7 separate regions of the Mus musculus genome follow, and all the other regions are linked to region 6. Evidence: chromatin contacts called from public Hi-C, HiChIP or PLAC-seq and promoter capture Hi-C data. All regions are on one chromosome and are shown on one strand. Each heading gives the region's core, a stretch centred on a gene start, on an enhancer-like site or on the middle of the called end of the contact. The rest is flanking DNA. Distances are from core to core; before and after follow the strand shown. Region 1 overlaps Gm32210 (a long non-coding RNA gene). Region 2 overlaps Gm32210 (a long non-coding RNA gene). Region 3 has its middle 20 kb from the start of Gm32210. Region 4 has its middle 90 kb from the start of Gm32210. Region 5 overlaps Gm13985 (predicted gene 13985). Region 6 holds the start of Thbs1 (thrombospondin 1). Region 7 has its middle 37 kb from the start of Gm32210.

The links. Promoter capture Hi-C pulls out the DNA fragments that hold promoters and counts their contacts. A called contact is a pair of places that touch in the nucleus more often than the background predicts. HiChIP or PLAC-seq counts read pairs in DNA pulled down with a chosen protein or histone mark.
Region 1: a FOXA1 HiChIP or PLAC-seq map of pancreatic cancer cells shows a contact between it and region 6. The contact joins the enhancer-like site here to the promoter of Thbs1 in region 6. A contact is called at or near these places in 5 of 39 promoter capture datasets (the 3T3-L1 cell line, cancer-associated fibroblasts, embryonic stem cells and 1 more), 3 of 15 datasets of contacts at CTCF or cohesin (the NIH/3T3 cell line and large pre-B cells), 14 of 484 Hi-C or Micro-C datasets (the MC3T3-E1 cell line, adipose-derived mesenchymal stem cells, bone marrow-derived macrophages and 7 more), 14 of 115 datasets of contacts at active chromatin or transcription factors (cardiomyocytes, a colorectal cancer cell line, embryonic fibroblasts and 10 more) and 1 of 9 other capture datasets (embryonic stem cells).
Region 2: a promoter capture Hi-C map of embryonic stem cells shows a contact between it and region 6, with 6 times the contacts expected there. The contact joins the enhancer-like site here to the promoter of Thbs1 in region 6. A contact is called at or near these places in 9 of 39 promoter capture datasets (the 3T3-L1 cell line, 3T3-L1-derived adipocytes, the C10 cell line and 4 more), 2 of 15 datasets of contacts at CTCF or cohesin (the NIH/3T3 cell line and large pre-B cells), 2 of 484 Hi-C or Micro-C datasets (bone marrow-derived macrophages and ventricular fibroblasts), 25 of 115 datasets of contacts at active chromatin or transcription factors (the NIH/3T3 cell line, bone marrow-derived macrophages, cardiomyocytes and 16 more) and 2 of 9 other capture datasets (adipose tissue and embryonic stem cells).
Region 3: an H3K4me3 HiChIP or PLAC-seq map of neural progenitor cells shows a contact between it and region 6, with 11 times the contacts expected there. The contact joins the enhancer-like site here to the promoter of Thbs1 in region 6. A contact is called at or near these places in 4 of 39 promoter capture datasets (embryonic stem cells, frontonasal cranial neural crest, hematopoietic stem and progenitor cells and 1 more), 1 of 15 datasets of contacts at CTCF or cohesin (the NIH/3T3 cell line), 6 of 484 Hi-C or Micro-C datasets (nephron progenitors and uterus), 13 of 115 datasets of contacts at active chromatin or transcription factors (the NIH/3T3 cell line, bone marrow-derived macrophages, craniofacial prominence and 8 more) and 1 of 9 other capture datasets (embryonic stem cells).
Region 4: a promoter capture Hi-C map of embryonic stem cells shows a contact between it and region 6, with 6 times the contacts expected there. The contact joins the enhancer-like site here to the promoter of Thbs1 in region 6. A contact is called at or near these places in 12 of 39 promoter capture datasets (the 3T3-L1 cell line, the C10 cell line, embryonic stem cells and 6 more), 2 of 15 datasets of contacts at CTCF or cohesin (large pre-B cells and pro-B cells), 16 of 484 Hi-C or Micro-C datasets (the AtT-20 cell line, the C2C12 cell line, CD4 T cells and 12 more) and 21 of 115 datasets of contacts at active chromatin or transcription factors (bone marrow-derived macrophages, craniofacial prominence, differentiating embryonic stem cells and 17 more).
Region 5: a contact with region 6 is called in a FOXA1 HiChIP or PLAC-seq map of pancreatic cancer cells. The contact joins the enhancer-like site here to the promoter of Thbs1 in region 6. A contact is called at or near these places in 20 of 39 promoter capture datasets (the 3T3-L1 cell line, 3T3-L1-derived adipocytes, the HPC-7 cell line and 13 more), 3 of 15 datasets of contacts at CTCF or cohesin (the NIH/3T3 cell line and large pre-B cells), 32 of 484 Hi-C or Micro-C datasets (B cells, the C10 cell line, the C2C12 cell line and 17 more), 25 of 115 datasets of contacts at active chromatin or transcription factors (the NIH/3T3 cell line, bone marrow-derived dendritic cells, bone marrow-derived macrophages and 16 more) and 4 of 9 other capture datasets (adipose tissue, embryonic stem cells, liver and 1 more).
Region 7: a Hi-C map of the C2C12 cell line shows a contact between it and region 6, with 6 times the contacts expected there. The contact joins the enhancer-like site here to the promoter of Thbs1 in region 6. A contact is called at or near these places in 12 of 39 promoter capture datasets (the 3T3-L1 cell line, 3T3-L1-derived adipocytes, the HPC-7 cell line and 5 more), 4 of 15 datasets of contacts at CTCF or cohesin (the NIH/3T3 cell line, large pre-B cells and stem cell-derived epiblast-like cells), 10 of 484 Hi-C or Micro-C datasets (the C2C12 cell line, the Patski cell line, adipose-derived mesenchymal stem cells and 4 more), 22 of 115 datasets of contacts at active chromatin or transcription factors (the NIH/3T3 cell line, bone marrow-derived macrophages, cardiomyocytes and 14 more) and 2 of 9 other capture datasets (embryonic stem cells and liver).

The regions. Positions count from the first base shown.
Region 1 is chr2:117,741,247-117,745,301 of GRCm38.p6, forward strand. The region is part of intron 2 of Gm32210 (a long non-coding RNA gene); the gene reads left to right. Among named protein-coding and RNA genes, the nearest start is that of Gm32210, 38 kb to the left of the region's middle. Within about 2 kb of position 2,790, at least 39 of the 459 cell types and tissues checked have an H3K27ac peak or open chromatin away from gene starts, as enhancers often do. A contact at or near this core is called in cancer-associated fibroblasts, granulosa cells, pancreatic cancer cells and 1 more, where this site is marked.
Region 2 is chr2:117,709,012-117,713,075 of GRCm38.p6, forward strand. Gm32210 (a long non-coding RNA gene) reads left to right here. Exons shown (of 3, transcript XR_374901.1): 2 at 1,637-1,750. Among named protein-coding and RNA genes, the nearest start is that of Gm32210, 6.1 kb to the left of the region's middle. Within about 2 kb of position 1,415, at least 34 of the 459 cell types and tissues checked have an H3K27ac peak or open chromatin away from gene starts, as enhancers often do. A contact at or near this core is called in pancreatic cancer cells, where this site is marked.
Region 3 is chr2:117,683,189-117,687,466 of GRCm38.p6, forward strand. No RefSeq gene overlaps it. Among named protein-coding and RNA genes, the nearest start is that of Gm32210, 20 kb to the right of the region's middle. Within about 2 kb of position 2,818, at least 25 of the 459 cell types and tissues checked have an H3K27ac peak or open chromatin away from gene starts, as enhancers often do. A contact at or near this core is called in neural progenitor cells, where this site is marked.
Region 4 is chr2:117,613,141-117,617,442 of GRCm38.p6, forward strand. No RefSeq gene overlaps it. Among named protein-coding and RNA genes, the nearest start is that of Gm32210, 90 kb to the right of the region's middle. Within about 2 kb of position 1,856, at least 8 of the 459 cell types and tissues checked have an H3K27ac peak or open chromatin away from gene starts, as enhancers often do. A contact at or near this core is called in neural tube, where this site is marked.
Region 5 is chr2:117,801,526-117,805,423 of GRCm38.p6, forward strand. Gm13985 (predicted gene 13985) reads right to left here. Exons shown (of 3, transcript NR_126427.1): 3 at 3,124-3,898. Among named protein-coding and RNA genes, the nearest start is that of Gm13985, 9.3 kb to the right of the region's middle. Within about 2 kb of position 1,371, at least 51 of the 459 cell types and tissues checked have an H3K27ac peak or open chromatin away from gene starts, as enhancers often do. A contact at or near this core is called in the C2C12 cell line, the HL-1 cell line, Kupffer cells and 5 more, where this site is marked.
Region 6 is chr2:118,110,444-118,114,271 of GRCm38.p6, forward strand. Thbs1 (thrombospondin 1) reads left to right here and starts at 1,433. Exons shown (of 22, transcript NM_011580.4): 1 at 1,433-1,632; 2 at 2,172-2,266; 3 at 2,527-3,086. The coding sequence starts at 2,200. It overlaps Gm13986 (predicted gene 13986), which reads right to left and starts at 759. Exons shown (of 10, transcript NR_126479.1): 1 at 254-759.
Region 7 is chr2:117,665,516-117,669,639 of GRCm38.p6, forward strand. No RefSeq gene overlaps it. Among named protein-coding and RNA genes, the nearest start is that of Gm32210, 37 kb to the right of the region's middle. Within about 2 kb of position 2,841, at least 38 of the 459 cell types and tissues checked have an H3K27ac peak or open chromatin away from gene starts, as enhancers often do. A contact at or near this core is called in the C2C12 cell line, the SN4741 cell line, adipose-derived mesenchymal stem cells and 3 more, where this site is marked.

The DNA.
Region 1 (4,055 bases), core at 1,540-4,039, 370 kb before region 6:
TTCATTTCAGATATTCCATAAGGTCTTACTGAGTAGTATGGCTCCCAGGGGCAGTGGCTAAGCCTTAGCAGTGACCAACTTTCACTGGGCTCAATGCCTCCCTCTGCCCAATCCTTCTGCCTCTTACATTCCTTTACACATGTTGATTTCAAACACCTATACTGGGAAAGTCTCTCTCTCTCTCTCTCTCTCTCTCTCTCTCTCTCTCTCTCTCTCTCTCTCATAGACAGAATATTGCAATAAACTCTTCAGTCATCCTTCATGCATTCCTTCTCCATAAAATTTTATTCTATTCAGTAAAAAGTTTTAACCTCAAACGTAGGGCAGGTAATATCCTTATCTCTCTTTAAATACCAAGTCCTTACAAGGGATACAGGCTCCACCCCGCAGCCTCTTTGGTGTCCCCCTTAGTCTCTCCACTTCAAGATCTCCCCACTGACCTGCCCTTGTGAAGCATCTCCCTAGCTCAGATCCTTGGACTTCTTATTTCCTCTGCCAGTATCACATGGTCTTCCATCTCTCTTCATTCAGATAGTTGAGCTAACACTTTATCAGAGGGTCAGATGGGTCCACTTTACAAAGATGTTCTCTGTTCCCACTTGTTCAATTTCCCTCCATAAACTTTACCACTCTTTAGTGGCCTCTTATTGGTTGAATGAGGGCTATATGTAGATTATGGAGGTAATTCAGAGACACACTATATACTTTTTATGAATGGTGAGGGTTGTATCTCCTGTGTGTGTGCATGCACGTGCACACACACAAGATACAGTTATATTAGCAGACATTTAGCAAACAATGGCTGAATAAATGTCTGGAATAATGTATAAATAGAGAGTATACTGTGACTACAGATATCTAAGTATTAGTTTTTCCAAACAGAAGAATAAGACAATTTGAAAATATTTTGCTAATGACCTCCTTCTAGACTGGACTGAATCATATCCCTGAGTAATCTGTTATAATCTTTTATTTATTGATATTCACAGGCTAAAAAACGTTCCAAATAGTCAGGCAAAGCACAGAAATGTTGTGAAGGAAGGATTGATTCAACGTGGCTATGTCTTGATTTTCTTTTGTTTCGGATGCTTGCTTTATTTTATTTTTAATAGTGGTGCTCATCATGTATCTACACCTGGAAGTCAAGAGTTCAGATACAAGTCATCTTTGCCACTACAGCCAAGAGGCAAATGAGACATGAGACATGGTTCATCAAAAGAGCTCAGACTGGACTTGTGTCATTCAGAACTTAGACTAATTACTAGAAATGTACTAACATTCAGATATTATGTAGAAGAGACTAAATATAGAAAAACAGGAACCTTTGGATGATTTATGGGAGCAGGGGTTACTTGGCCTTGAGATAACCTCACCATGACTACAATGCTGAGACCACTTCCACTATGGCTGTTGTCATAATCCTTCCAGTTGTATGCCAGGCTTTGGTAGGTAAAGTCTGGCTCTAAAGATGCTCTTGATTTCTTTGCTTGACATTGAAATTCCAAGGTAGTAGTGAAAGACCCTATGGGGCTTTCTCTGTTTTACTGGTAGAATACCAGTATTATCTGGGTACTCAGAGGGTAAGAACCCATATATGTGTGTTGTACAAATATGACAATCCTTACTCCAGGGATGCTGAAATTATGGAAACTATTTAGTTGATAGAGCTGGATGCCTCAGCAATCTCAACCTAGTGCGAAAGGCCTGGGTGATTCCTGGAGAGCCAATGGCCTTTATTTCATGTTAGAATGTGAAAGATGCTGAGATCCCATGTTAACAACAATAGCAACAATAACAATAACATCAACAACAACAATTAGCAGCAGCAGTTCAACAAGGCAAATGAACTCATAGGTAGAGAGATGAATTTGCCAAGAAGATGTAAACAGAAGATTTTCCACCAGTCCTCCTTATAGCTCAGCCACCATCCAGAAACCACACATTTATGATGGGCCTTTTCACTTCAATTAACTTAATCAAGAAAATCACCCAGAAGTGTGCCCAGAGACTTGCCATTCTAGATCCAGTTATGAAGATTAACCAAGATTAACCATGACAATGCTTATTTCACTGGTACAAGTATATTGTACCCAGTACCTACTTGGGCAGTCATAATCTTTTAAACACCCATTGGCAAGCAGGTAAAATAAACAGTAAAAATGCATGTCCAATGTAATGGACATTCTCCAGCCAATGTGTGAACAGGGAGGAACTTAAAATTGGGGCTATTTCTTTGCTCTGCAAGAATCTAGTTCAGTGTGGACATAGATTGGGGTGGAACAGAGACAAAAGAAGTTCTATTGAAAATTAGTAGTGTTCACTGTCCCCAAGGCACTTATCATTTGTCATCTCTTTCACTTAACTACATGAAGCTGGATTCAAAGTCCTTCCAATTTCATGAATGAGGAAATAAATGCCTAGAAGATGAAAGATATATGTTGAGCCCATGGGGATAGTGTAAATGAGAGTTCTGTATAGATTCAAGGCCAAGTTACAGTGCAGTATCACCTTTCTCCATTTATAGTACTCCCTCTAACAACCCTGAGAATCTTCCTCCATCTGTATAGTCACTGTCTCCATTCCCATTTCGCTATATCACTCCATATAGATAGGACCCAGTGTTAAAATTTATGCATATCACATCTCACTGTGCTAAAGAGGTTAGTTCATTTCTCGGAATAGCTGCATAGGAAGGCCTGAATAGTCCTCTGAGAAATGACACAGCTCTTCAGATGCTAGGAGTGGGATGGTGGGGAAATACCAATATCCCTAGTAGGAAAACTTAAGAAGACATTTCAAAAGTCTCTTAGTCATGCATCAAGGAGTGTTGAGAAAGACCAGTCAACTCTGGCTATTTTTGCTACTGAGAAAATGTAAACACTTCTGTATTTGTTTTGTGGTTTCCTAGGTTATCTTTCCCAGAGGGCACTCAGGATTATGTGTGAGGGAGGAAGAAAGGGGAGCCCAGATGGGGCAGAAGGACAAGGGCTGTCTCTTTTTACTGAGAACTTTATGTCACATTAGAAATCAACATGGAGGGTGGCAATGCTGTAGTGAATGTCACCTCGTATAAGTTCTTTCATGCAACTCTTAAGTCAGATTTTATACAAATTCCACAGAATAGAGAGCTCTGACTCTAAGATGAAAACAATGCCTAGAGTTGATAATTCATCTCTTCTCACACTAGTAGTGGGGGTCAAAATTAGCATCCTGCCCCTAAAGCCTAGACTCGCCTGATGAATGATGTATTCCTGTGTAGAGTTTCAGGTTTCCTTTGTTGAAAATTATTTTCCTTGTTATTAAAATGTAAAAGCAGCCTTGAACAAATCCCTATAGTTTTAAAACTGAGACTAGAACTGATGCCAGTACTGAGATTAGATCAGTATTAGAGTCCTGATTTCCTGGAGGAATATCATTTCTACTAGGGAACAACTGCAACAGGAAGTTTGAATGTTAAGAAATGACTATTAGTCAACTGATCAGCAGGTATGTAAAGGAATGTGCAGTGTACTAGGTCAAATGGATGGCTAGAAGGAAGGTATATTCTACTGATAATCTCTGGCTTCTCCTCTGCCCATGCTAAAAGTATTTGAGCAAGGACAGCGAATGGGTATGCTATCAGGGTCTTAGCAATCCACTGACCGATAAAGGTAAAACACATAGCATTGTGGATAATTAGCAGTAGTTAGGAAAAGTGAATACATGTAAGAAAGGCAAGTGACATTGGGCTGTCATCAGCCTCAAAAAAGGATGCCCAAATACAGAATCTACTGTACTGAGCAATGCCTTTGAGAAATTGGTCATGAGCATTGATATTTTCTTTCTCCTTGACTTTGGTCACAAATATGAAGAGGTCTTATTGAATAAGAATTTCTAGAGATGGATATGCATGTTCTTATTACCTGCTTCCAATTCTTGACATAATCAGATCTCCACTCTTTTGAGTCACCTCAACCCCTCATCCCAATGTGGTCCTCACTTTGTCCACATTTTAGATTCAGAGACCCTTTTTGAGAACTCAAATAGAAATTTCTTCTTGAAATTTCTCCAGTGTT
Region 2 (4,064 bases), core at 165-2,664, 400 kb before region 6:
ACCAATCCCAGGAGGACACATAGCTCTCCCCAGTGCTGGGGTGTATATAAGCAGTCCTCCCTGGGTTTCCGGAGTTCCCGTAGCATTGAGGTGTTCCTGAAATAAAAAAGGCTGTTGAGAAGAATCCGACCGTGTTGCATTTTTTTCTTGCTGGACGAGGTGAGCGCAACAGGGTCTGACTCTTTTCCAGAGTTCTTATCTCTGTCAGAAGTCTTGCCTCTTCTCTTCTTCTTTGCTATAGGCTAGTTAGCTTTTTATTAAACCAATCGGAAGGTGATGGAAAAGATGTTCTCAAAACATTTGAGACAGGTGATACTTAACATAACCAAAGCTCATTCTGCATTCAGCTCTCCGCTTCACAGAACTCAGTGTTTGAATAATACGAAGACACTACCCAAGAATACTATCCCAATAAACAAATTAATAAAGAAACTCTAGCTAGCACTCTATACCTGGATGTGTGATTACAAAAGAAAAGACCGTGAATAACAAGCAATAGTGGTGATGTGAAGAAATGGTAATTTTTATTCACTTCTGTTTGAAATATAAAATGATCCCGCTGCTTTAGAATGCAGTCTATTAAGATCTCTGAAAGAGTAAGCACTAAGAGACCTTACCAACTAGCAATTCCACTCCTGGGTGTAAAGCCAAGAAAGGTGAGAACACACATCCTTATAGTCTCATACAGTGTGCGATATCCAAAAGATGGGAACAGACCAAGAATCTATCCACTCCTGAACATTTCAGCAAAGCACAGTAGGCCCATACACTAGAATTGTTCTGCCATAAAACTAATGAAATATTGTTCCATGATACGGTATAAATACACCTCAAAAGCCTCACACATGCTAGTCAAAAGGGCAAGTCACAAAAGGCAAATTGCTGGGAGATCCCATTTCATCAGTTATAAGATAAAGGGCTCCATAACAGCACAAAGTAAATTATGGTTTACAGAAGTTGAAAGAGTTCTAAAAAAATTGAATGTGTCAGTAAAAAGGGATTGGGTTTTCCAAGGTGATGAAAATGTTCAAAACTTAATTGTGGTGATGGTTGATCAGCTCCACAAATGCACTCAAAAATGAGTGAGCAAAATGCACAATGGGTGAGTTGTACCTCAAAGAAGCTGTTGTCCATTTGAGAAGACTATTTTGGGAAACTTGGAAGTGAAGGTTTTGAAAGGCCTGCTGTCACAGGGCTGTTAGACCTATGATTAACCAGAGACATCAGTTGGCTTAGTCCTCATATCGGGAAGCAGGCATCAGAGTGAGGGATGAGGTAAGAGGCTCTCTGTGGCTTGGTGGATACCACTCCCACCAGAGAAGGAGGGAGGAAGGAGCCCTAACCAGATCAGACAGAGCCATTCCAGGACCTCCTTCCATGCCCCACTCTCTGGCGTCAGTGGCGTAGTCTGCCACCTAAGGCAAGCGGATATGAGTGGGTTCATCCAAGAAAACACTCAAAAGCTTGCCTAGACAGAGTATGAGCTCAGAAACTTCTCTTTTACCTCAGAGGCTTAAAATTTTTGATTCATTTGGTAACAGTTTATCTTTGATGACGGACCAATGCATGACTCAGTTTTGTGGCGTTTAGCACCTCCATGCTGGGAACTAACTCAAATGCTTTTTACTTATCCCAGAGACAGCCCTGGACTTCAGCCCAAGCTTCCTGCTCCCTCCTGGCTCCCACAATAGGGATTTTTTTGTATGTCCATCTCTCAGGAGACCTAATGGAGAGGCTGTTGTGTTACTGGGTATGTAAAGTTCCAGTCCTTTGATGTTTCCTCTGTCGTTTCTAATCTGAACTACAGATATTAACTGACAGCTTTAGCTAGGGCTTTCAAGAACAGAAAACAAGCTGATAAAGATGAATGTTCTGATTTATATTCAAACTTCACTTTACTAAAATCAAAGCGAGAGCACTGGGTATTTTTAAACAGGGGCTCCCCGGGTATGTGGTAGGCGCTGCTTAGCATCTGATCCTCAGGGTAGGTCCAGAGCCTTAGCCAGTATTTGTCCTGCTTCAGGGACATTATGGCCATACTCATTTGGCATCAATTAAATTGTTCAGACTTGCTGTCACCATTTGTTTAACTTTAGGCCACTGGTATTCACAAGGAATCTCTGAGTTTTCCCATGTGTGGATTATACACATTTTACTAGGTTCTTCGCATGGTGGCTCTTGCTGAGGTTGGCCCATGATCTCCTACCTCATATGGTTAAGACCTAAATGAAGCACCAACAGAGGCCTGCACTCCCCTCAGTCATGGATCCTGTAGGTGTTCAAAACCCCATAGCAGCACTTGGTGAAGACCAGAGTGCTGCAGTGGGGTCACCATTCCCTCTCACAACCTCTCTGGTATCTTCGTGCAAGCTGCCTTGTAGACGCTACAGCCTAAATCATCTAAAAAGCAATCCCAACAAATCAATCCTTGATCAAAAGACATCAGGACCCTTTATGCTCATTCTGTAGGCTAAGCCAGAATCTATTCATCCCCTACTCAAATGTACTCAGTGATGATCAAAACAAGGGAGCCTTGAGCATAAAAAGCCACATGTTTTAATGATCCATTCATAAAAAAAAACCCTCTCATGTTCTAGTGATCTATTCACAAAGGGAAATTACTACCAAGTACTTCCTCCCATCCCCCTCTTTTTCTTCAAGGAAAGGCTAGCTGTGAGGATCCAAGAGAAGTGACAGTACTGTCTTCTTTTCCCCTTGATCCCAGGTTAGGTTCTTCCTCTGCCTTCCCTTTCTGTACTGACTGCACCCTCTGTTATAACTTTGCTTGAATGTCTTTGGTGTGTCCTCATCAGAGCCCTAACTATAGCAACAAATGCCTTATATTTCTCATACTTTAGTACCCACTAAACAAACAATTTCTTGATGTTTTACTGTTTTAATATAGCCTAATAAATAGAGAATAAACACAACTATACACATCTATACTATATAAATGTTTGGCTTGTGTGATACACAGTATTCCAAGTGCCTAAAACCCATGAGATAAATAAAAGGAAAACATTTGCAATAAAAAAAGCAGAAAGAATCTTGAATTTGGACAGGAAGTGGTTAAGACTGCCCATCTGGTGTATCAACCAGATCCTGATACCTGGGCTGCCAGCTTGATGCTCATAGGGGTTGATCAGACTTTCTTGTATCTAGAGGCTGAGCAGCATATACTACAGTATCTACCGTAAGAGACTGCAGAATCATAAGAATGAAGTTACTAAATGTCATGAAGTAATTCTAAGGGTGGCCATCTTTATTTTATTTAATTTCTGACCTAAATTGCTTATGTACTAGTTGTGTTACAATGTTATGACCCTGTCCAATATGATGATGATTCAAAGCTGTGGAATTATGACCAGACTACTCCATGGGAAATGTTGCCCATCGTGAGTCTTATCCCTTAGGTCATTTGTTTAGCCAATCTCCTTGAAGTCCTGAGCTAGTGTGGAAAAAAAAATGTCTGAATGATCTATGCCAGACTGATCTAAGTTTCTGGAGAACATCGACCTCTCTGAATTTCGAAGTCAAGTAACACTGATGGCATTTTCCAAACATGGACTTGGCCTCAGAAGACTGGAGAGTGTCAAAGTGGGAAAACTTCAATAAAATCATCTCTCTGCTGCCATTTCATGAGCAACTCTCATTTTCCTTTAGAAAAGTCATTCCTCAGACCAGTAAAAGCTGCTGGCAGATGTAGGTTGTATTAAACAGATGGTTGGTCTGCAGCTAAAGCTGGACCCTGGCTGAGCTTGTTGCACCATGGCTTCTTGTGGAGGATGGACAGGTAGCTAACAAGTGTAGAACACTTCTAGGCGTCAGTTGAGGATGAGAGAACATTGCATGCACCTTCACATGAGATGTTCAAAAGAAGGGAAGAGACTCCAAGCTAAGGATTATTAACAAACTACTGAAAGAAGGACTTGAACATCTGTTGGTTGTGGGATAGAATCCTTTTCACATAAATCCTGGAGAGGTGAACTCTGCTCCTGTCAAGTTGAGTTCACACAGTGTGGAATAATGCCATGTCTACACACACAGGCTAATAGAGTCAGCTA
Region 3 (4,278 bases), core at 1,568-4,067, 430 kb before region 6:
ATCCAGGTCCCAAACAAATAACTTAGGGAAGATGATTTGCAAGGTTCTGGGTGATACCATGGACCCACAGATGATAGTCTTTCCTCTGAACCAATATCCTACAATGGAAGAAGCTGAGAATCAGGGTCTTATTCACTGGAGAACGCTTTCCTTTGGTTGCTTTTTGATTCTTGTCTTCTCAAGTTCTCACTGTTGGAAAATTTTCTCTTTGAAAAATCTATGTGCTCTCTTAGTGAGATATTTGTGGCCACATTGTGCTATAATACATGAAAGTCTGTAGAAATCATGAAAAACTCTAGTCTCCAAGAAGAATTTTCTGCAGGTACCACCTATTTCTAGGATATTCAATCCATCCTCTTAAAATTGATATTTCAGCCAATGTTAATATTCTCCAAGTGTCTTAGATTTTTCTGCTGTGAACAGACACCATAACCAAGGAAACTCTTATAAGATCAACATTTAATTGGGGCTGGCTTACAGGTTCAGGAATTCAGTCCATTATTGTCAAGGCAGGAGTATGGCAGTGTCCAGGCAGGCATGGTGCAGGAGGAGCTGAGAGTTCTAGTTAGAACTGAAGGCTGCTAGGAGAAGACAGGCTCCCATGTATTTAGAAGAAGGGTCCCATTGCCTACCCCCACAGTGATACACTTCCTCCAACAAGGCCACAACTCCTAATATTGCCATTCCCTAGACCACACATATTCACATCAAGATATCACTCTTTTTTTTTTCAAGACAGGGTTTCTCTGTATAGCCCTGGCTGTCCTGGAACTCACTTTGTAGACCAGGCTGGCCTCAAACTCAGAAATCCACCTGCCTCTGCCTCTCAAGTGCTGGGATTAAAGGTGTGCACCATCCTTCCCGGCACATCAAGATATCTCAATAGCATTACTAATAAAATTTAATTAGGATAAAAGTCTTTGTTGCCTACTGATAATTGGAAAAATCCACTATAGAAACTGGTGTCCATGAATATAGTATAGCCACAGCCTTTAAACCATACGAAAAGAGAAATAAATTCTTGAAAAAAAACTTTGAATATACCATATTAGCCTCTCTCATTCTGAGGAAACTCAGAACTTTTTGAAAGATTCAAAGACTTGTCCCCAAAGGGACCTTTAGTAAGTATTACTCTGTAAGAGCGACACTTGTGTCATGGCGGTAGGTACGATGGTACTTCAGATTCTATGCTTACGTTTACACTGGGTGGATAAAAATCAGGTAATGGAGGACTGTATTATTTTGTTATTTGATTAGCCTGACTAAACCTTCCTCTTACTTAAATGTTCCAGTTCTGTGTTCTGTGTACTTTGGTTGGTCAGTTTTCCAAAATACATTTTTATAAAGAGAAGTCTTTCCAAGAAATTCTTCTGTCGAAAATGTCACTGTTGTTCTTAGATACTGATTGGTTAAGAGAAAAGCAGTTATTTTCTTTGGCAATTTTCAAATAAATTCCAGAGATGAGACAAAGAAGATAGCTCATGAGGTGTTACAGTATCTGTTTCCTGCTGTTTAATATTAATTGCCACCATATAAGTTCCTGAAGGGACAATAGCTGGATTGTTTCCAACTACCTTTGTAAGCCAAGCTGTATTCAACAGTGAATAAGGAATAATGGGCATTGGGAATGCTGTCCTATATCCATAGGACAAGTCAAAGAGTTTGCATCACCCAGTGTGCATGTCATCCCCTACATGACGTATGGAAGAGTATCTGATGAATACAGCCAAATTTCACATAAAAGTGAGTGAGAAATTCCCAATCCCTAATCACTTTAGAGGTTCATTTTGGTAAATTCTTTATAGTTAGGGATCAATAAAACTTAGTTCCAAATAGAATTTTTCTGAAAGGAACTTCTACAATATGACTATTAGGGTAACTTTTTTCTAAATGAATATAAAAATGTGAAAATAAAGCAAATTAAAATTATTCAAAGGGAAAAAAACTAATGGAAAAATCCATATTCATACTCAAGAAAATCAGGCCAATGATCTAGAGACTTGAAGCTCATGTATTAAATGCCTAATTTGGAGCAAATATATTGCTTGACCTATCTAGTACTAAATACTATTATCAGCAGGCAAGAGTGCAAAGGCAAGGATGACTTCAGTACACTAAAGGACTAAGACAATGTCTACTCATATTCTTGAAGAGAATACTGTCATCTCCCTGGGCCCTGGCAACTGCACCTTCCTAGTTCAAACATGACAGTTAACTATACAGTTCACTAGGCTCCACTGAACTCCTTTCTCAGGCTTTAGGATCCTAGGAAGGCTACTTAAAACCTTTATGTCTCAATTCCTCCTGCTGTAAAATGGTAGTAGTCATTACCTATTTTGTAGGATAGTTGTAAAGATGAGTTTGGGTTTATAGAATAATGTGGTATGGTAACCAATCCATAATCATTATTTTAAAAATTTTTTTTTACCATTAGCTTTGTTAATTTTAATTATCAAATATATACCACTAAATATGTTCTTAAAAAATCATTGTCAAATGCCAGTCATTATTTCTCTCATATTTTAAAGAAATTCCTCAACCATTTAGGAAAAAGACAAAGGATGTGGTGGTGCATTGAATATTGAAGAGTTGAGTCCATATCTCCAGTTTTGTTTTGTGTTGTTTTGTTTTGTTTTATGTCAAACAGGGCTTTTGGCCAAGTCCTTCCAAGAGAGAAGGCACAGACACAGAACTGGGAAGAGAGTGGAGTTCTGTTTACACCACATCAAAACAAGAGGCTCCTACAGCCAGTTTCATCAAACAACTAGTCAGTTCTATGAAACAATGGTCCAGTTAGAGGCTCATCCTTGGCAGCGCAGAGCTGTCTCCAATGCCAACACAAACAACCAGTCAAAGACGGCCTGTACACCCCACTCAGAGAGCTGGCTGGGGAGCTGTATCTCATCTGCGGTTTATGAATGATTCTAATGGTGACTGTTTCCATCTTGTAATAAAACCAGTTGAGATCCGAATCTCAGATTGGTGAAGACTTTCCAGATGCAAAGGCCACAAAAGGGCTTTCAAATGAAGTGTCACCCAGCAGACTCCTCTTTCCCACAGCCCACCCAGAGAGAAGGTCTCAGCCTTCTTTAGATCTGCAAAGGCCTGAGAACTAAACACTTCTCTGACAGCAATTCTAGAGATGCCTTTCAGTTGTGCAGGACAGAATGGGAGACACATAGATAATCAAGTAGTCCTAGATGGCACAAGGCTGGGGCAACTTTAGCTTTGATGAACATATCTTCTAATAGTAATTGGCTACTTATAGTTTATCTTTTGAGAACTATCTGACAATTTTCACCAGTCCATTTATTAATTGTGCTATTTTATTTCTTCTTTTGTAAATTTCTCTCTATTTCACTATATGTCTTAAAGATTTTTTTGTGCTGATTCATATAACTATATAGTTCACTCATTTTAACTACTGCATAGTTAATAATTCACTGCATGAATATATACCATCTATTGCTTTATTTTTGAACATTGAGATTGTTTTTAATTTCTTATTATTACAAATATTCTGAAATAAAACTATACAATTTTTACTTTTTACATTCATATGCAGTTTAAGTTAATGTCTTGATACACATGTGTGACTATGCAAACATATATTGAACTACAATTTTTATAAAATAGTTCGTAACAATTTTGTTATTTAAATGTATCTATTCACTTGATTCTACTCCATCCCATTCCATTCATACTCATTTCCATCCACTCTATTCCATTCTAAAATTGTGGGGGTTGTAATTCATTACAATGGCTTCCCAGTTCACTAAGCTCACAGTTTGAACCATAGGCTCATGCATGTGTTGCTTTCCTTGGGCCATATTATATACACATCTTTAACTTTATTCCTAATATCTCCCCCAAAATAGCCCCAGAAAATAACCTAAAATTCTATGCCTCCAAATCAAATAAACAAAAAGCACTTGTTAAAAAAGTCAAAGTTTATTATGTCAACCACAGTAAGGATGAACATTATGGCAGATTCTTAACAATGTCTCAAAGTGAAAATTTATGTTTTTATGACCTGTTTTGATGAAGACAATGCTATGACAGAGAGCTAGTATGAATCAGGCAATATTTATGACATAAGGGAATTGGATTGGTGGGCATAGTCTGACAAGACTCTGGAAAAAAGCTTGCTCAAGCTGTAATTCATGATAAATAAATTATCTTTGGAATGGCACACTCTCTGGAGCAAATGTTTCCTGGAGCAAGCAGCTAAGCACCACTTCACAAAGCGAGAGAAGGAGGCTGAGCATTGGGCTGATA
Region 4 (4,302 bases), core at 606-3,105, 500 kb before region 6:
GTGTCTAATATGGATGCTTGCGGATGTGAACTTGGGGTCTCACGCTTGCATAACAGGGGCTGCAATGACTGAGCACTTCACCGATGCCCCATGGGTGCTGCTTCTTATCCCCTACCCTTTTTCATGGCTCTCTGTGGCCTCAGAGTCTGATTCCAAGACTCCCACTCGATGGCCTATCTTTAAAAGCTAGTGATGATTTGTTTTGCTATCACTGGTAGTCATTTTTTGTGTTAGTTTGGCTTGTATTTTCTGTTTTGTTTTGTTTTGTTTTGTTTTTTTCTTTTCTTTCAGAACTTGTCCACCTTATGCTTCTGTGCTGGGTGAATTCAGGGTCACGTAAATGAGATCTCTGTTCTCCAGAAGGTAAAGTACATCCTATTACCTGTGCCCCTTCATCCTAAGAATTTCACACCAAGGCAGCTGCAACTGTGCACCAGTTTACTCACCACTGAACTTGTCCCAAGAACATTAATTTTCCCTCTGTAAATGTTTGATTTTGTGCCTCTGTTTAAATAGTGGTTTGTGGGTATTCCTTGATTTCACTTTGAATTTTATTAAGGCCCCAGTCTTCTCCCAGTCATTACAGGAATGTGGAGCATGTAACTGAGAAAGCACCTAATTGGTGGACCAGGAGATATGGGGGTACTGTTTGTTTTTTCTCTTTAGATGTGTGAATTTTGAAAACATCAAAACTTTTGTGAAATGTCAAGTTTCTTTGTAGGCTTCAGGCCTTATGATCTTCAGTGAGATTTCCTGTCTACCATGCAACTTGACTCATATGTTTCACAAATGAAGGATGCTCTGGGACAGTGGTTTCCCTTGGAACATGGTCCACAACCATTTCCATGGAGAATTTGTCCTTCGTTTTCCGAATGGTTTCTTCTCCACCCATCATGACATCCCACTCCCTGCCCCCACTCGCACACAAGATCACCTTCCAGTGTGCACTTTCATAACTCTCAGTTCTAAAAGCCTGTGGCCTCCTTTGTGCCAGCTCCAAGCTACTTCTAAATGATATTCAGCAACAAAACACTGTGACAAAGTGGCCTTTTGTTTCTATTGGCTTCTCTTTATTGATTTCTTTTCAAAACAAAGCCTTAGCCAGTAGCTTGGACTGGCTTTGAACTCAGATCCTCCTGCCTCAGTCTCCTGAGTGCTGGAATTAAAGGCACCAATCCCTAGGTCTTTCTACTCCTATTTTTAATGCTGATTTTCACTATTAGGACCCTAGCAGGGCTTTCTACAAAGCAATAACTGACCATATAGTTAATGACATATAAGTACTCTAGTCTATGAATTAATTATATATGATATATATACACAAACACACACACACACCACTGTACAAATGGCAGTATTGGAAAAAACACATTATTTCCAAGAGAATTCCAATTGCTTTTCAGTTCACCTGGAAGCACTAGCTGTATATCATAGAGGACACTGAGGCTGCCCATGTTTCTAAGGCAGCTTGTTCCTAGGACAAGAAGAGAAAGCTTCCATTTCTGAGTCCATATTCCAAGGGTCACAAGACTTGCTCTCTTCCTGGTTTCCTGTAGGATTATCTGTAATGCAGGGCTGACTTTGGAGGCTCTTGCCTTCGCAGGGAGCAGGTATGTCTAGGGGCAATCCATCTTCCCCTCTCCCTGCAAACTTGAGCCTTGTCCCAGAGGTCTGATCACTGATGGCTCAGTACCAGCTGCAACCCAATCCTTCTGTGAACACAGCTGATGTAAATTAATCTGATGTCTCTAGCCTTTGCACCCCAGCTATCAATCTCATGGGCAACTAGCATGCTCAGAGCCAGGCATGGGATTCCAGGACCCCTTATCACTGCAGTCTTTGTACTCTAGAGTCCAAGCTGCAGGAGGCCCTGTGGGCACCACAGAGATGCGAAAACATTTGTCCTCACAGCAGACTGGATTCCTCAGGCCTCTTTCCTTAATGAAATGGCCACTGCCTGTTAATCAAGTAGAGCAGACACAGTTCAGCCTTTCACCAAGTTGAGGCTGTTCAGCACCAGTTTTGCAGGAGGGGGTCCTGTGGGCTGCAGAGGCTGAATGCTGCCTAGATAAACAGCCATCTCAGAGGTGTTGTTCTGTTTTGCAGACAGGATTGTTCATTAGTGGGAGGAAGCATACTGGGTCACCAAGTGCCATGATCAAAATGATTTCACTCAGGAGCCAAGGAAAAGAAACCACACACACACACACACACACACACACACACACACACACACAGAGAGAGAGAGAGAGAGAGAGAGAGAGAGAGAGAGAGAGAGAGAGAGAGAGAGACCCAAGGAGCACATTTGGAAACAGGAGGAAAACAGGAGGCACAAGAAGCTCAACTGCCACCTCCTTTGCCCTTCATGTGCCAGCCCCCACCAGTCAGCAGGCACAGGGCATGTGTGGCTCTGATGGGTTCTGTTAGGAGCCCTCCAGTATTTTAGACTTAGACTGTCAACTTGGAGACCAGCAGCCCCTTCCCACACTGTTGTAGCTGCCTCTGTCTCGGGCTTTTCTTTCTGGGTAGTGACCCTGGATTTCTCCTGTGGTTACCATCTGTTCTGACTGTTAATTAACTGATAGTTAGAAAACAAGAGAAAGAAAAACTGTCCTTTCTCAAGCTTTCCCTATATTTCCCCCCATGATGCAAACACTCTCTCCATTGGGTTTAGAAAACACTCTCCACTTTGAACTTGGGAACCACTCTGCAAATTCTATATTGTTTTATGATTCCCTAGGATTTCCCCTTCACTTCATTATTAGTAATGGTATTTAGCAAATACTTGCCAAATACTCATCACGTATCAAAAGCTACTCTAGGTGATAACGTTTAGGTGACTAGTGAGCTGGAGAGAGAAAGACTCTCAATTTTCCAAGGAGAGGAAGACAACCAAAGAGCAAACAAGTTCCATAAGACTGCTGCCAGCTGAACAGGTACAATGCGAGCTCAGACATATTTAGTCAATTAGAAACTCAAGTGCAAATGGGAGAGAGATAGTAAGGGATGGAAGCACAGACACTTCTAACAAGGTACGAGACAAGGCCTCGCTGAAGACACCAAGAGAGGAAGCAAGATACTTGAAGATCTGCATCCCAGAGAGAAGATCCCGATGGCAAAGCCTCTGGCGAGGAGGAGGTGGCCATGGAAGACAAGGAGAACAGGTAAGGTGGACTGCATGGGAGGAGCCTGGAGGTGGAGATGACTTGGAAAAGCCCATTTCTCACTAGAGATCTGGGAAGGTCATGCAGGTAAATCTGTCCCTCTATATGGGCATCATACATTACTATCTGTGGTCCTCAACTGAACAGCTCCATGGAAACTACATCATAATCTGCCAAGTGGACTGATGATACCCTGGGCTCTATGTGTCTAGACTGTTTGTTAGGGTTCATGCCCATAAGTGACAGAACCAAATAGGCCATGTACAAGTCTAAAGTCCTGTTTTACCTACTCCAGCTTCCAGCTTTCCTATTGTAGAATGATGGCAATTTTGTTAGAGTGATAAAATCTAATTGTGGGAAAGAATAGAAAATGGCTTATGCGATTTCAATTATATAGTGATAGCAATGGCTACTTTACCATCTCCTTTGTATGTTTTGTTTTTCCTTTATAAAAAAAATGATAACAAATTGGCGAGGGGGGGATTACTCTGCCTGGCACTAGGGTTTTTGTTAGATAGGCTTCCAGGGAGTGTTATCACCCAGTGTTGCATAACACACTTTAAGTCAAAATTCCACCCCTCTGGTAAGGTATATTTCATCCTTGCTACCCCAGGATATATTCGCAAGGATTTATTCAGATGTAGGGAACATAGTCTTGACATCATTTTCTTTGTATCTAATTTCACGAAGCTGTACCTTAAAGCAGATTTTTGAACCAAGTAAGGCGGACAGCATCCGCACGCACTGGCTCTCTTCTTGTGGCTCTGCTATCATTCCCTGGGGGTTGCATCACCAGCTTCTGATTTACATGCAAAAATGAATATTTTGATGAGACTTTGAATAGCTGAAGTTTGTCTGCAATACCTCTCCTGGGCATATACCCAGAAGATGTTCCAACTGGTAATAAGGACACATGCTCCACTATGTTCATAGCAGCCTTATTTTTAATAGCCAGAAGCTGGAAAGAACCCAGAAGTCCCTCTACAGAGGAATGGATACAGAAAATGTGGTACATTTACACAATGGAGTACTACTCAGCTATTAAAAACAAATGAATTTATGAAATTCATAGGCAAATGGATGTACCTGGAGGATATCATCCTGAGTGAGGTAACCTAATTACAAAAGAAGTCGCTTG
Region 5 (3,898 bases), core at 121-2,620, 310 kb before region 6:
TCCTGAATCCCATATTGCAATGACCTCTCCTTTGCCACCTTCACATGACGCGTGGCCAGCCTTCCCTCCGAGGACTTCAGAAGATCCTACCTCCTCACTGGGCTTTTGTTAATCTGTGGTTTGATCCTTAGGGCTCGATATCTTCCACAGAACTATGTTAACAGCACGTCATGCTTTGACAACTAAATATAAACTGGGAGTTTCTACTTCTTGCCATTGTACCAACTAAAAGCAAGAGAAGTTTGCTTCTGAGGATGAAAGTGCTGACCAATTGAAAAACAAAATCTTTCTAATGTTATCTCCTTGCCAACAAAATGCTCTTTTGCTAATTTTAAATGCAGGTCTTGAGTAATAGAAATCATGACAGGATAGCTCCTTCGGGGTATCCTAACAAAGACTTCATTTCAAAATACACCTCATGGAGGCATTTAGTGATAGAGGACATGGAACCATGGCTCTTTTCTGAAAAGTTGCTGAACAGCCACTTAAATGCCTGATATCATAGCCTTATTAGGGTGGAGGATACAACACAGACATTTTGATTTCTAACCATACAATTTCCCTAGCAATATTCAAGTGTTTCCAAACATCTGCTTCTATTTATCTCTTTATTTTTCTCAGATTCCTTCTGAGCTCATTGGATGATTGGATGACCTTGACATTACAGTTGAGCCCTAAATCAAAACATTTTACATTCTACATATTTTTTTCCAAAGAAGGTTCAGAGTTATTATCCAAGTAATTACAGATTTCATTTCTGGGACTTCTTATCTCTTTTGTTTTCCACATCATAAATAACTGGAATTTTATGTTGACAAGAAAAGTTTTATTACACTTTTTTTTTTTTGCACTTTTGGGGATAGAACTCATGGCCCTGTGCCATGCTTAGCAACCACTGTACCACATCCTAGCTCATCTATAGAATATTTTGTGAGGAAGCATGATTAAGAAATTGCATATGACTTCTGGTTACTTATATAACTCAGTTGATTGTCTTCTTTCTTAGCTAAAGATAGGCAGGGAACTGGCCATGCTGAATTTCAAATGTAAACAAGTAAAATCTGATCTTAAGTGACCAGAAGGGAACTGGCAAGTTTGAATACAGTCCAATGCCTCTAAAAATGATGAAATATGGTTGCATGTGTGGAAGGGAAAAAACCTTAGGGAACCTCACAAAGGTATACTACAGGAGGAACACACATATGGTTCTAAGTGAGGGAATCTCATACTATTGGTCTTTCAGACAATTGCCCCTAAAGAAGCTCAATGATTAATCCAAGGTCACATAATGGATTTCTGCCGACGTGAGCTTTCCTGTTTTCCTGGGCACTATGTCTGAGAACTGAGGGTGTGACTCATTCACTTCTAAGCCCTAGAGGGACATAGTTGCACAATTTTCCACAGGTATTTTGGCAGCACCAAGGGCATTTGAATCAGAGCATATCTCTGTTTCCTTCTGAGGAGAGAATGCATGTGATCCAGCCAGAGATCTCACACACACACACACACACACACACACACACACACACACACACACACACACACTATACACTCACACACACACATACACATGCACCACTGCCCCAGAAAATTTCACGGTAAGATGACTACCTTTTTGTTACTAGGAACTCTACAACTTAGCACTAGACAGTATTTATTAAATACCTTTTAGGCATCAGAGCGATCTGCCTATAAAGCACTGCCTTCTTTTACCTGATCTTGATCTATGACTAATCAGCCCAAAGGCTTTGGACAAAACTTTGAGTCAGGTTCACTTCTTGGTAACTGGGAGAAAGTTATCCCGCCCTTCTTATTGCCTGGAGTTATTGTGTAAGTTGAATGAACTAGCACATGGGGAAAAAAAACTACAAAATGATTGTTGAAATATAATGGACACAGATAAAATAGCTTAATCATAGATGGCATGTGATGCCAGACACATGTCTACAAATGTGACATATCAATCCAACTAAGATACAGCTGAAGAAATTAGACACTATCCCAGGATCTCCTCTCATACTGTCTATGGATAAACTCTATTCTGGGTTTTAATAATATAAACATGTTTCACCTTATATGTAAGTGTCGTTTTTTAAATTTTACTCAGAATAATGTTTATGAATTTCTTTCATGGTGTTGTATGCTAAGGGTTGGGGATCTTCATTCTTCTTGTCCTGTTAATTACACTGCCATTAACTGTATGAACAGATAATGTTTCTTTACTGTTCAACTCTTTGGTTACTTTCCAACTTGACCTTTTTGCAGTTACTCACTTCTGCTAAGTCTATACTGGAAACCAAATGGCTGATTCTGCAGGCATCTGCACATCTAGCCAATAAATATGCCAAGTGGTCTTCCAATATGGTGACTACAGATTGCTTGCCTAGTAAGACTATCTGATGAATATCTGTGTTTGATGTATTTTACTATTACTTTTTATTTTAATTTAGTTGAATAAAATATTCTTAATAAGCTTATCAGCAGCACAAGTTTGGAAGAACAAATCTTTCTTATTTCAAGCTCACCACAGTCACATGCAATATCATTGGGGTTCCATGATATGTAATGGCTGTTGTCATTTTACTCAAGGCTTCTAGAGCTATGAAAATTAATTGAAGTTAAGTCTGTATGGATATATCTATATTTATCTTACTATATAGAAGGAGAGAATCCCAAATTTGCTAAATCTATGTGCAAATAGAATGTATATGTTAGCCCTACACTTCTAAGACTGAGGCAGGATATGCATAGTTTATTTCTCAATGGCATAATGCCCTGGCAATGGCTGTTTAAGGAGTATAATTTAAATAAGTAACAACCAGCCTGATATTTCAAAGCTAAGATCTTTGACCTAAAATGTTTTGTAATAAGTTCTTTCAGCCTGAAGAAAGAGTGGAGACCCGTCAGCCTAATCCCACACCCTATAGGTGAGGACACTAAAGCCACAAACAGACAGGCCATACTGGGTTACTATAGTGGCTTAGTATGAAGATGAAAACCAGAACCCAAGCCTTGAAACAAAAATATGCAAACAAGCGAACAAACAAAAACAAAAGACAAAAAGGGAAGGAAGGAAAACAGAAAGAAAGAAAGAAAGAAAAAGAAAAAATTTAAAATCCAAGGGCAATTTAAACATTTTTAATTTTTAAACTAATTATAGAACTGTATAACAGTTGCAAAAAAAAAAAAGGTATTTTAAAACCTAGTGAAAATGGATGAGATCAAACCCTTTATTATATCAAAGCCTAGAGATCCTTTGCTTCTGTTTTCTGCATTCCACTTCTTACCAGCATGACCTATCACCAGTAAAAACAAATAAAGGGAGTGAAGGAGCCAAAACAAATATCTCCCTTTATACTGTGGTCAAAAGACCAGAGAGAAGAGACAGTATTGGACTATGGAGGAAAGCATAAAAGCAAGGGATTAGATGACCTCAGTGCTGTGGTTTTGCACAGGAGAGGAGGAATGTTGGAACATAAGTGGAAATTCCTGTCCTGAGATATAAGCTTCAATTCTGCAATTATTAAGTTCAAAACTATAGCAAGGCATGATGTTAGCAAATAGAGATTCGTGCCTAAGTAAGAACAGACAAAAACTCTATAACCATGTATCTCCCCTTCCTTGGTTCTGTATAAATTCTTTTTTTTTTTTTTTGAGACAGGGTTTCTCTGTATAGTCCTGGCTGTCCTGGAACTCACTCTGTAGACCAGGCTGGCCTCGAACTCAGAAATCCGCCTGCCTCTGCCTCCCAAGTGCTGGGATTAAAGGCGTGCGCCACCACCACCCGGCTCTGTATAAATTCTTATTTTCACAACTCATAATACTGAAGAATATTTGGAATACAATGCAATTTCAGGTTTGCTGGGTGCCATTTTGTCTATGAGAAACCACAGCTGAG
Region 6 (3,828 bases), core at 183-2,682:
GTAACTAGGAAACACTCTGTAAGCCCCTCCTTGCGTGTACGCACACATACCACGCACACTCACACACCTTGTCACCGAACACTCCCTCCCACACAAGGAAAGTGAAATTGCTGTGTGATGAGCATAAAGTCCTGGGTGTTTCCAAGGTTTGGGAGTCCAGCCAGGTGTAACTGATAAGGGGAGGGAGCCCCAGCTGTCCCTCAGCCGGCCCCGCCCTGATTCTGCCAAGATCCTTATTTGGTGATGCTTTTACCTGGATCCCTGGACTCAGAGCCAAGCCTGCTCACGCAGGGCCACAGCTGGAGAAGCATCGCCGCCGCTGACGTCCCTTCCCAAAGAGATGAATGGAATTCCAGGCAGCTGGAGTCATCTTGGCTCCGGACCGATGGCATTGAGACCAGACTTCAGAGACAAAGGATCAGGCAGCAGTCTACTGATGGAAAAGTGTATACCCACAGAAATGTAAACCACACCTCGGTTTTGGGAGCCGAAAAAATGAAAAAAAAACTGTTTAGGGAGAAAGATGGGAAATAAAATAATAGGTAGAGAGTAATTTATAACTCTACGGGTCCGTTCTGTAAATAGTGTAAGATCCTGGAGCCAGATGGTTCAGCAAATTCTCCTATCGGGAGTCACGTTAAGAAACACGAGTGGGCACAAAATTGTTTTTCAAGACACAATTTCAATTTTGCCTTGAGGGAGCGGGATATAAATTCGCTTCCTTAAAATGCCGCTAAAAACTCTCCGAAAGGATCCCCTAAATCAGAATACATATACCGCCCCCAAGCGGCCATCTGAGGAAGCAAAGTAGAACTGGGGAAAAAACTCTCGACTTGGACAGTGAGTCGGAAGGCGACCTCCGTGCACGGTCCTGCTGGCCCTGTGCAACACCGTGCTGACACCCTTAGTGAGTCAGACGGAAGGCAGGCGTGCGGGACAGGAGTGAAGCGCAAAGTATAGATGACATGGGATCCCCCACCCACCAGGATTGACTCAGGAGGCAGCTTCCTTTAAGGGGTCCAACCTTTTGCCCTCTTTTATTTTTAAACCAGACTGTCTCGATCCCCAAGCGTCTCTGTCATGGAATTATTCAAGGAGATGTGCTTTAATGAAAGCCTCCCTAAAGGGTCTTAGGTGGTCCCCAAAGAAGCATCGCGTCTGGGGACTCTCATGCAGAACGTCTCCAGTTCACATGGCGCAAGATCCTAAGCGCTAAAGGCTGAGTACGCCAAGGCTGCGTGGGCGGAGACCTATTTTTCTGACAAGTTCCAGGGCTCCTGTGCGGGATCGGAGTCTCCCCCTTCACTTTCAGCCCGAGAGCTGTGCGCCAAGCAGCAGGGGGCGGAGAAATGAACCCGTCCGTCCCCGTCCCCCGCCCCCGCCCCCGAGAACCCTCCCCCCTCCCTGCTTCCTGCCTCTTTAAAAGGTCCTGGGCTCCTCAGTCAAGCCAGCCACTGCCTGGAGTCAGCCAGCCTCATCGGACTTCTGCAGGCAATCGCGAAGCTGCTATCCAGTTCTGCCACGGTCTCTCCCGGCGCACCGGCAGTCTCAGCGTCTTCACCGGACTCAGCGTCCTTGTCCTTCACTTCACCTTTGCCACCTCTCCGGGTTACTGAGCCCCGGTGCACACAGGTAAACCTCCCGCCTCTGCGGAGCACCTGGCCGGCCACCTCAAAGCCCCAGGCTGCAGATGATCAGCGCTACTCCTCATCTCCTACTCTTCCCCTTCTGGTTTTCCTAACTCCTTTATCCTGCCCCGTCTATCCCCTGGAAAGAACTTTCCGGAGCTGGTTCTCTTCAGCCTTCGGGTTCACAAACTATACCTCCAAGACACCCCAAGATTTTCTCCCCAGTAGTCTCCAGGTTACCCCTGACTGTCGCCATCCAAAATACATTCTGTAATCTTGTCTAAAGGGGCGGGGGGGAGGGGACGGACCCAAGTCACTTTATACCCTTTATCCTGGAACTCCAACAATCCCCCTGCCTCTGGCGCTCTTTTTATACTGGATACCGTTTGGAAAGTAAACCCTTCTTTTTCAGCACATATGGGGCAAAAGAAGAAACACACACACACACACACACACACACACACACACACACACACACACACCTCTGCCCTTCCACCTTGCTTCCTGGTCTCTGACTCTGGCCTCCTGTGCTTCTTGCTACAGGCTCCGTGTTGGGCACAAAGGCTCCACCATGGAGCTCCTGCGGGGACTAGGTGTCCTGTTCCTGTTGCATATGTGTGGAAGCAACCGCATTCCAGGTGAGTTTGTGATATATTCATTTTCCTCCCCCTTCTCCTCTCTCTCTCTCTCTCTCTCTCTCTCTCTCTCTCTCTCTCTCTCTCTCGATAGCTCCTGTGTTTCCTTGGAGTCCTTATCTCCTGATAAGGATGCAGCTTCCCTCGCTCAGCTTTCCATAATTGCCATTATTGTCACGAGTTCCCACCTTGGCTCCTCACAGCCAGAACTTTACCCCCTTATACCTAGCCTAGAAAGCCGATTGTCTTCTCTCTCCTTACAGAGTCTGGGGGAGATAACGGTGTGTTTGACATCTTTGAACTCATTGGAGGTGCACGAAGGGGCCCCGGTCGCCGACTGGTGAAGGGCCAAGATCTATCCAGCCCCGCCTTCCGCATTGAGAATGCCAACCTGATCCCCGCTGTGCCGGATGACAAGTTCCAAGACCTACTGGACGCTGTGTGGGCCGACAAAGGCTTCATCTTCCTGGCTTCCTTGAGGCAGATGAAGAAGACCCGGGGCACACTCCTGGCTGTGGAACGGAAAGACAACACTGGCCAGATCTTCAGTGTGGTCTCCAACGGCAAAGCTGGCACCCTGGACCTGAGCCTGAGCCTGCCAGGGAAGCAACAAGTGGTGTCAGTGGAGGAAGCTCTCCTGGCCACTGGCCAGTGGAAGAGCATCACGCTGTTTGTTCAAGAGGACCGGGCTCAACTCTACATAGACTGTGATAAGATGGAGAGCGCGGAGCTGGATGTACCCATCCAGAGCATCTTCACCAGGGATCTGGCCAGCGTTGCCAGGCTCCGAGTTGCAAAGGGAGATGTCAATGACAATTTTCAGGTAAATCTTCTTACCTGTCACAAGGGCTATGTGGAATTAATATCGGTAGACTAAAAATGATTCTCAAATGTAAAGAGGAACAGACACCCCCAGAAGGTTGGTTAAATCATATTACAGATGACCCAAAACTCCAGGGTTTCAGATTTGATAGGGACCCGAGAAATTTTGTTCCTAATAAGAAATAAGTTGTAATGGTGCCAGGACCTGGGACCCATGCTTTCAAAGCTATCAGGAGAGATAAGAAATGGTTTTCCTATTACACTCAGCCTGTTTCAGAATGGGGTACTCCCTGTGCCCTTAGGAAAGTAACTTGTATCAAATGTACCTAGCAGTTTTAATAGGGCATGAAAAGGATACTTTGTCAGTATTTGAGTCCCTGGGCAGGGTGTTCTGGGTGCTTTCAGTATGGATCTAAGGCAAGACATGAATAACAGTCCAGTCATGTGCCTCTGGGACTCCTTACTTGCCTTAACTTTCAGATATTTTTTTTTCTTACAAGCGTGGCTTTGAACGCCCACATTAACTCTTTGTCACTGGAGAGTATCATGTCCTCCAGACTTGGGATCAAATTCCATTTCCTGTGTACCCCAAGCAGCCTGAAAACTGGATTCTTTGTAAAATGCTCCAGTTGGCAGAAGACACAATTAAGATTTTGAAGTTGTTCGGCAATTTATGTCTCTGTGATAGTTTGGCAGGATGATCTTAAGTTCTTTTAAACTTTCTGAGCGTTCACCACAAGCAA
Region 7 (4,124 bases), core at 1,591-4,090, 440 kb before region 6:
GAAAGAGTAAGTTCAGGGCTGTTCCTTATACTCTCAATCTGGCTTCCTCACATACATGAAACCAAAGAAGGAGAAGGAGAAGGAGAAGGAAGGAGAAGGAGAAGGAGAAGGAGAAGGAGAAGGAGAAGGAGAAGGAGAAGGAGAAGGAGAAGGAGAAGGAGAAGGAGAAGGAGAAGGAGAAGGAGAAGGAGAAGGAGAAGGAGAAGGAGAAGGAGAAGAATAGAAGGAGGAGGAGGAGGAGGAGGAGGAGGAGAAAAAAAGCAGAAGAACTTGGTTTCCTCAGACTAGTAGACCATCAGAAATAACATATATTTATAAGCATAATCTTTAAAAGCTACCAGTCCTAGCCATGTTTCATCCAAGTATCAACCAGAGACCTTGTCAGATCAATAGAAATAAGTCCTTAGCCATGTGATTGCTTATATAATTCATTTAAAATCTCCACATGATAGAAGAAAGAAAAGAGTTCAAATGTGGCATCTTAATGAAATTAAACATAAAGTTGATTCAAAATAGTAAAAGTGAGTAGTGTAAGGATGGATATATGGATATACAGAGCTAAATCAGAAGAGAGCACTTGTAGAGTTGTCACATTTCCTGGGAGGAGCTTCCAAGTCTCACCTGGTGAGCCTCCTGAATGTGGAAGGTTGTCAGACAAGCTCCCTTTCACATACTGGGGATCCCTATGTTAACAGAAAACAAAGCTAGACTGGAGGTAGAAGTAGCAGAGGAAAGGTCCAGAAACGAAGGAAAGAGAAGGTTTCCTAGTGTGCTACATACCATCTGATGGAGAATTGTCACTCTTGTTTATGGTGTGCCTGGCTCTCATGGGATGCAATTGTGCTCCATTCATCTTTATGTTATATATAACGCAGTTCCCTTAGCTGATTGTAAGGAATGGATAAACGGAGTCGTTTGTGAAGGTGTTTACTGGCCTGGCCTCTCTGGCTGTGAAATCAGGGCTGTGTGTACCCTCTCATCTTTCACCCACTTCAAAGCTGAAACCAGTCCTTCAGAGTGTCTCACCTCTAGGTTCGAACCAAATGATGCTTGCCTTTGGTTTTTGGAGAAAAGACTGCAGTGGACAGTTAAACTGACTTAAATTTAGCAGCATTGGGCAAGAATAGCAATGTTCTAATCCTGTTTCCTCCTACGGAATGTGAGTTGTGGTCAGACTAATATGTTTTTGCCTCCTGTGACTTAGATCAAATTTCACAGGCCAGACAGGGCGTAGGGAGCCAGGCAGCAGCAGCAGCAGCCATTCTCCCTGGTAAACAGTGTCACACCTTCCTTGGATGCCTCAGGGCACCCTGTGTGCCCTGGCATTAAGACATAGCACCAGGGCCTTTCTGTTTCCCCTGCCTTCTTTCTCTGCCCAGTGTTCATGTGGAGCTTGGCTTCCTATTCTTAGCACTGGGTAAGGCAATGCTGTGCAGGTGTAAGAGATGCTCCAAGAGGCTGCTTCAGAAAAACACTCCCAGGAATTGGTTTGACTCAGAGTTTTAGACTTCACTTTCAGTAAGAAAACAAGGTCAGTGGCTCTGAAATGTCCACCAGAGGAGGCTGAATTGGCCTCGAAGTGTAATCGGACTTTGGGCAACTCTATTGCTACCAAGCTGACCAAAGATGTTAGAGAAGCAGAGTGTCTCTATATGCAGAAAGGAACAAGAAAAGCTGAGTTCCTTCAGGGGTTGCTGTGGAGAGACACCTGCTCAGACACCTACTGGGATTTAAGAGTTCGCTCCTCTTCCTACAGAAGCTCAAAAATCTTTGCCTACCTAGAAACAAAGGGGCTGTTTCACCCACCATACTTCAATAACTCTTGCTCATGGAGTCATGGAGTCAAAATCCAATCAGGAAAAAAAGGGAGATTTTTTTTTTAACTTTTAGAGGAATAAACTGATTTTTTTTATTCCTTCCTAGAGCCTAAAGCTTTCTCACAGCTTCAACTGTTATTTTACTCAAAGAATACTATCTATATAAAGCAATGACGAGATAATCAGACTGTTTCTAGAAACAGGAACTAGGACCCATACCTAAAGTCTTAGAGTTGGCTACCTGTTGTTGAGGTAAGCATCATGACTAAAAGCAGCTTGGTGAAGAACAGGTTTATTTCATCTCACACTTTTTAGTTTATCGTGAAAGATAGCCAGGGCAGGAAGTTGGGACAGGAGGGAACCTGGAGGCAGGAAACGGAAGCCAAAGCTATGGAAAAATGCCACTGGCTGACTTGCTCCTCCCAGCTTGCTCAGGTTGCTTTCTTATACACCCAGGACCACCACCTAGGGGGGATGGCATTGTCCACAGTGAGATGGGCACCTCCTCATTAATCAACAATTCAGAGAATGCCCCTCAGGCCGATCTGATGAGGACATTTTCTTTGTTGGGTTTCCTGTCTCAGACGACTCAAGCTTGTCAATAACAACAAGGACAAAAATACCTGACCAGTGAACCTAGAAAAGAGTATATGCTCATGGGGGTGATAAACAAGATAAATTAAGGAGGAGACAGATTTAACTGACACTTATTAATCTTGCCGGCCTGGATCATAAACCAAGCACAACAAGGCTTACACAATCAGTTGAGAGCGCTCCGAATTTCCTGTAGACTTGTCTTAATCCATGCTGGGAAAAATGGTATCCATCTAATAAAAATCATAGACTTTAGGCTTATAAAATATTAGCATCCTGTCAAAGGGTAGCTCTAGGAGAAAATAAGGAAACCACTGAAATCAATCTACTGCAGCCTGGTTAGTTGTTCCCACTAGCTAGCTAGACTGAGGTTCTTTGCCTGAGCTAGCTGGCCAGTAAGTTTGGGCCCCAGGGATCTCTTCACAGTGACTCACTGGCTTGCAGTAGCCAGACCAGCCCTTTTGTGGTTGCCAGGCTTTGGTGTGTCAGCTCTTGGTCTCTTTTCCCTCTCAGAAAAGATAAAAAGAGCAGACATCAGTATGAGAACTTGGGACTTGGATGAGGAATCATCCCTTAGAAATTATTATTAAAATTAAACAAAGGCATTAAAATCACTAATAAACAACTAAGCTAGAGGAGCGCATGATTGGAAGATGTTCTTAAGCACAGGAAAATGGGTCAACGAAGACTGGAGCTCCATTTCCATAAGACCTAAATAGCACTGTGATATTTACAGGAACCTTTATTTTGATTGGTTTAAATGAGATGTATTTTTAGTAGTTTCAGAAATTAGTAAACAAGAAGATCAAATCAAATAGTTGAAATTTATATGAGATTTTTTCCTAGTAGAGGGAATTGAGCTTTTAGGAATACTGCATCAGAATTGGGAAGGTTTCCATCTTATACTATTACGTTGTAAGATATTGCATTTCTTCCTAGAAGAACTCAGCTAGCTTCTCCTTTGGGGACAGTTAGATGCTATAAGCAGCCAATCTGTACAATGAGCCATACAGAAGCACATGAAGTGGTGTCTCTTCCCCAAGAACTCATCAGAGAGACAGACAGGAGCAGAAATGGGAGAAAGACACTTCAACATCAACAAGGCCAGGGCAGGGGTGAGAAAAGAGACTGTTGAGCCTTGCGTCTAAAACTGACTTGCTGAACATTAGAATTTTCTAATGACCATTCCACCAAATGTACTTTCCTTTAAACTTTAGATATTTTTATTATCTTCCTGCCTTCCAATTTAGGGATGCTTCAATTGTCTTTGTTCTAGATCTGTGCTATAGTGGGTATGGAAGAATAGAGAAGGGAAAGAAAATTGAAGGCATGTGGAGACATTCATGAATCTAAGTATAGAATTAATTAATTGTCACCAATAAGTTTAATAAGTTGTTTGAAAGAAAACATATTTATGAAGATTTTATGATTATGTACATGACTTATTGAAATATACTCTTTATAATTTGAACATAGGTTTACCTGTAAATACAGATAGATTCAGAAGACTGTGGGCCAAATGAAGTCAGTTACAGTTCTCTGGGAACAGTTGGTAGCCGCTGGTGTGAAAACATTGACAAATCCATTTTCTCTATCTATAGACTGTTGGCCAACAAGGGCATGCAAAAGTGGAGGAGCAATGGATAAAGGACAGTTATGGGGAAAGTGAATCTGAGAGGCAATTTCTAGTAGGCACTGTTGACTCTGATCTTC